Linked DNA regions of Sus scrofa: region 1 is linked to region 2. Evidence: chromatin contacts called from public HiChIP or PLAC-seq data. All regions are on one chromosome and are shown on one strand. Each heading gives the region's core, a stretch centred on a gene start, on an enhancer-like site or on the middle of the called end of the contact. The rest is flanking DNA. Distances are from core to core; before and after follow the strand shown.

What was found. HiChIP or PLAC-seq counts read pairs in DNA pulled down with a chosen protein or histone mark.
Region 1: an H3K27ac HiChIP or PLAC-seq map of skeletal muscle shows a contact between it and region 2. The contact joins two enhancer-like sites. A contact is called at or near these places in 2 of 47 Hi-C or Micro-C datasets (embryonic fibroblasts and liver) and 1 of 2 datasets of contacts at active chromatin or transcription factors (skeletal muscle).

What each region holds. Positions count from the first base shown.
Region 1 is chr10:28,829,666-28,832,729 of Sscrofa11.1, forward strand. No RefSeq gene overlaps it. Among named protein-coding and RNA genes, the nearest start is that of ZCCHC6, 160 kb to the right of the region's middle. Within about 2 kb of position 1,681, at least 12 of the 83 cell types and tissues checked have an H3K27ac peak or open chromatin away from gene starts, as enhancers often do. A contact at or near this core is called in skeletal muscle, where this site is marked.
Region 2 is chr10:28,582,229-28,585,140 of Sscrofa11.1, forward strand. All of the region lies in intron 1 of LOC110255610 (a long non-coding RNA gene), which reads left to right. Among named protein-coding and RNA genes, the nearest start is that of GAS1, 75 kb to the left of the region's middle. Within about 2 kb of position 1,378, at least 25 of the 83 cell types and tissues checked have an H3K27ac peak or open chromatin away from gene starts, as enhancers often do. A contact at or near this core is called in skeletal muscle, where this site is marked.

The sequences.
Region 1 (3,064 bases), core at 431-2,930, 250 kb after region 2:
ATTTCCTTGTTCTTTCCAGCTTCTAGAAGCTTCCTGCATTCCTTGGCTTGTGGCCCAACATGGCTCCATCTTCTGCTTCCATGGTCACATCTCTCTCTCTGATCTTCCTGCCTCTTTATAAGGACAATTGTGATTACACTGAGCCACCTGAATAAGCCAAGATAACTCCCGTCTTAAGATCCTCAACTTAAAGACATCTGGGGATTAGAGCAGGAGCATCTTTGGGGACCATTATTTTAGCCTACCACAAAAAAAAAAACCCACTATTTTCAGAGGAAAATAAATATTTCTTGGAGGCAATGGTGTCATGCTGAGATGACAAAAAGGAAGTGAATCCCCTTAATTTCCTATGGTTTCCAACTTCTTGGCAAGAAGATGGACCCCCAGGTTAATAAATTTGGGACCCATGACCCCCTCTCCAGCCCCCATAAGCTAATCATCACTATTTCCCCAAGGTGTCCAGGGCTCATGGCTTGTTCCAATGTTATAACATTCAATCACTCAACAAATATTATCAAGCATGAGCTTTATGTAGAAGCAATAATCTAGTCATCCAGGATACATCCGTGAACCAAACAATTGCAAGTTCTTACCCTCAAAGAATTTCTGTGCTAGAGGTGCTAGAGGGGAAAGCATACAATAAGCCAAATAAAGAAGAAAATTATTCAGCGTGTTTCAAAGTGGTTAATTGCTGTAAAGAAAAAGAAAGTAGAAAAGAGGGATAGCAGTGCCTATAAATTAGTTGCAGTGCTGAAGTCTTGGCCGAGTAGATCGCATCTGAGCCAAGACTTGAAGGATGTGAAGGAGGAAGCCACACTTTTCTTAGATTCCCTAAAAATAATACTAATAATAATAACAATTAAAAAAAACCAACAGCTAATAATGCAAAGGCCCCTTGGAGGAGCAGCCTGGGCGCTGGGCGCAGATGGAGGCCAGCTGCACTGCAGGAGATTCAGAAGGGGGCAGTTCAGAAGACAGTTCCTAATGGGAGGGCCAGCTGGAGGATGCCTTGTCACATTGGGGATTACAGGACTGTGAGCTCCAGACAGCAGGATGTGCTCATTCTCTTTGGGGTCCTGGCACCTTGCACCAGTTGCATCCCCAGACCACTGTTAGCACTTGAGAAACACAGCTGGAGAGAACCTCTGCTGGAGGCATCTTCACTGCACACTGTACCTTCCCTTCTGCATCCAAGACAGAGGTCTGGGATACCTGTCACCAGACTGTGCAGGAAACCACCCTTGAAGCTAAGAAGTAGGGGTTGAGGTTACATGGGCCAGAATCTTGTGCGCTCAGCCGCAGCCTCTGCCTCCCGCTCTGCCGCTCACCGCCCCCCCACCCTTGCTCCCCCGAGCCAATGCCATCTCACGTCGCCGCAAAGCCCTGGCAGAGCCCTGGTCCTTCCGTCCCCTGCGAAGGACACAGGCTCAGTTGCACTCAGAGAGAATGGAAGAATGTGGGGTGGGGCAGGGAGGTGTAAGAAGGTGGGGGGTTTTGGGGGGAGAGGTGAGGAACAGATGCGGCTGGTCTGGGGGACTGGCAGCGGGAGGCGAGAGGACGTTGGGACCCGTTTGTCCCAGTGCTGCGGAGTAACAAAGGGTTAAGCGATTTGCATTACTGTATTTGTGTGCAGCCTCGGAGGCTGGGAGCTGCGCCTGGGTGGTCCGGTACAGTCTCAGGCAGCGACCTATTAGTGGTATCACGGCGTGATTTATGCAGCTGTCAAGCTGCCTTCACCAGGACAAGTGAACTGCGGGCACCGGCCGGTGGCCGTGCTCCTTCCGAGCGGAGAAGTAAATGGGGGCCAAAGAGAAAGGAAAACAGCCCAAGGTGCCTCCCCTCATCCTCTGGGGCCTCTAATGACGAGTCCCCTCTATAGAAAAACATCCAGCTGCCCACAGGAGACCGACTCACAGAGCCTCACTGTCTGCCACGGCGGGCGGGCCTGGCAGGGAGCCACCACGGATGGGCCGGGAGAGGCCCGGCGGACAGACGGACAGACAGGCGTACGGACAAACGGACAGCCCCGTGTGGCTCAAACACGAACACGGGGCCTGCTTTTCAGGCACGAGGGTGATGGTGGCAATGCCAGGGTTGGACTGTCGTCCTGCGGCCAGCGAAGCACTGTCACGCGAAGATGTTCCCATGAGGTCCCGAAGCAGCAGGGTCCTCCAGCAAGAGCCTCACCGCCTCCCCCGCACCCCGCCTCGCGCCCCGCCGCCCCGCCCCACACAGCGCAGGCACAGGGACCCCGGGGAGATGCCCCATCCGGCTAAGCATCCTGCAGTTGAGCGTGACACGCCCCCCCCCACCTTGACCCGTGCCCCTCCAGCCTTGTTCTGTTCCTAACACATATGCAGACACCTGCACACACACACTCCTGCACACATACACACACAGAGAAACCGGCACAGAAATCCTTACACACACTCCTACATGCAGCTGTACACACATCCCTACACACCCCTACATACACACACATACACACCTATGCACCTGTTATCCACAGAGGCCGTGGCCCCAGAGAAGAGGGCTAGCTCTCTTATTCATTGTTTGATTGACAGTAGAGTAGCCCCGGACATGTGTAAAACTTTAGGGGTCTGGGAGAGAGAAAAAGAAGACTGGAGAAAGAGCGCGCACAGCAGCAGCACTGCCCTCCTTAATAACGCCAGGGACTTTTCTTTAAAGGACCTCTTTTCTCTCTGCTGCCAACTAGCATGTGGGGCATTGTGTCTGGGCGACAACAGTGGAAGGCAGGTGCTCCCTATGGGATTTGGTTCCCAGCCAGGCCATTTCGGAGGTTGGGGGTTGGGCAGAGGCGAATTCCTGATTGTGGCTAAAGCAGAGGAAGAGCTGCGAGCAGGGACGAGGCAGGAGGTGTCCTAATTCCCACCTATCTCTTTCAAGTCCTCTGCCTGCCCTTGACCGTGTGGACCCCCGTGCTTCCGTGGTGGGGGTGCCCTGCAGAGGAAATCGCCTGGCTGGACTCAGCCAGACACAGGTGGCCCCCGGCAGCTGCACGTCCCTAGGTATCTCGCCTTGGCAAAGCTCCGTGGACTTGGTC
Region 2 (2,912 bases), core at 128-2,627:
TTTTTCTCAGCTCAGTCTCCGAATGGAAAGAAGCAAGGGTAAAATGCCATGTAATTGGTTTTTCTGGATCTGACATGATGGGGCCAAGGTGGATGGACTCTTGCGTTTTCCACCTCTAGGCTCCAGGAGGGGCACCTCTTGAATGGGCTTGCCTGGCCAATGCTGGCCACTCAGTGCCAGGAGAGGAGGAAAACAGGAGGCCCCCGGCAAATGGCCACTCCAGCCCAACCAAGATGGCAACCTGGGGCAGAAAGGGGTCCTGCCATGCCCTCGTGCCTTGGCTCACAACACCCCGGAAAGGAAGGCACGCCTTTTATCACCTCTTATTATAGATATGCACATACTCAGGTAGACAGCCAAAATTTATTCACTACATTTTTTCACTAAATAACCGGGGGAGATGGGAACAGAGTGAGGACTATTTGACTCTGGATCCCATTCCCTTAGTACAGAGTCTGGCATACTAACAGATGTTGCCCAATGTTTTTGAAGGTGGGAGTGACCAACCAGTCCTGGTCTGCCAAGATGTTATTGATTTTAACAGTGAACTCCAGATGTCCATGACAACTGGATGGTGGGGTCACTCTGTTCATAATGCCACAGAGTTGCTCACCAACTGGCAGAATTCTGAATTACGTTCGGTTTCCCTCTTGCAAATCTGGGTATCGTCCGTCTCATCAACCTGGGGGCATAAGATTTGCCAGAAGCAGACAAAGAAGTTTCTATTGTAAAAAAATCAATGTCTTTCTCGGACTGTTGGAAAATTCTTTGTTTTGTTTTTCGAATACCTGTCCGAATGATCAGTCAGCATGAAAAACTGAAAGCTTGTGAGTAGAAAAGAACAAACCCCAATAAGAAGCATGACAAATGATTTCAGTTACAGGGCTCATAGATTGCTTTCCTTCTCCAAAGTTATTTGCCAGGTGACTTATTGCAAACATACTGGCCAGTATGAAGGGATCCGAGGTTGTAGGTTGAATACTTTGATGTGAGAAGATAATTTTACAAGAAATAAATGACAGGGGAAAAAAAGATCATCAGAAATGTTCTCCTGCTCCCTTTCAGAAACAAGAATAAAATAGAGATTTGACCAAAGAAATATCCTGCCACTTAGCAATTCTGTTTTAAAATCCATTGTGCATTTGCAGAATTTCCTCAAATGAAATGCCACAATAAAGAATGCCCATTTTACAGTCCTAAACATATTTAATATACTGTTTTTACAACAGCTGTTGCTTTCACAGAACTTTAACCCTGTTGTGTAAATGCATCACCAGGAAAACACTCAGGTTGTCATGGAGACAACCTTAGCCAAGGCCCTTTGCTTGGTTGAACTGGTGTCAGCTTTCAGCCTCCCTGCATTCCAGTCTGGCATCAACCCCAGGCTACAGCTCAGACTTCATTAGAGGCCCTGATGAAGGACAGCACCGGAATCCGAAGCAATGACTAGAACTGTCTGACCGCTTTCTATCAACACACCTGATAGGAGAACTGAAAATTAATTCCAGAGGGAACGATGGTATTAATCAAGATTTTCTGGCATCTTCCTTGAAGAACGCCTGATCGATCCAGCTGTCGTTTTCTAGCTCATTTTAGGCCCACCTTTGTCTCAGCAGGGAGAGATAGCATTACAGCTGACATTTGGAAGATTATTTAAAGTATTGGGTGACAGAGGCCCCAAGTGTAAAGCCAAATTTTCAGTGTTCCTCAAAGAACTGGTGAAATTTCTATCACCCCATGAAGAAAATATAGAACCACAGCGGCATTAACTTCTGCCTGCTAACAACCCATGATAGCATCTTCTAGAAAATGTTGAATACTTTGACTTTAGCCGAAACAGAGCTTGAAGGGAAAGTGCAAAATCCATTGAATAAAAAGCAAAATTGATGGTAAGTGGTCCTTCTTGCAAAGCCTTGCAAAAGAGAGGGAAATGAAGTCCTATCTTGGCTAACCACTTCAGAGAGAAAATAAAAACAAAATACTTCTAAAATGGTTAGGTTTGGAGTTCCCGTCGTGGCTCGGTGATTAACGAATCTGACTAAACCATGAGGTTTTGGGTTCGACCCCTGGCCTTGCTCAGTGGGTTGAGGATCCAGCATTGCTGTGAGCTGTGGTATAGGTTGCAGAAGTAGCTCAGATCTGGCGTTGCTGTGGCTGTGGTGTAGGCTGGCGGCTACAGCTCTGATTAGACCCCTAGCCTGGGAACCTCCATATGCCATGAGTGCGGCCCTAGAAAAGACAAAAAAAAAAAAAAAAAAAAAAAAAAGAGCCTTGGCTCAGTAACAGGTGTGTCACAGTTGAGGTTACTTTACTTAATGGGCCGTAGCTGATATTCCAAACAAGATGTTTCAGAAATCTGTGGCATCATAAGAATTGTGAAATAGTAAGCAATGGCTTATTTGTCCTCTGTTCAAAGAGCTTAGTTAAGGCTCTGTTCTCATTGCCTCTAGGGCTTGATGTGACAGGGCTGAAGCTGAGAAAAAAAAATAAATGTTGATTTCCTGGCTTTAGCTTCCCAAATCCTGATCCCTGAGGCAAATACAAAGGGCTCCAATGGAGAGTAAATGCTTGGTCAAAACAAGACTATGAGCAGAGCTTCCTGCCGAACCCAGAACTTCTTTTTTTTTTTTTTTTTGTCTTTTTGCTATTTCTTTGGGCAGCTCCCGCAGCATATGGAGGTTACCAGGCTAGGGGTCTAATCGGAGCTGTATCCACCGGCCTACACCAGAACCACAGCAACGCAGGATCCGAGCCGCGTCTGCAACCTACACCACAGCTCACGGCAACGCCGGATCCTTAACCCACTGAGCAAGGGCAGGGACCGAACCCGCAACCTCATGGTTCCTAGTCGGATTCGTTAACCACTGCGCCACGACGGGAACTCCCAAACCCAGAACTTCTATGATTTCCCC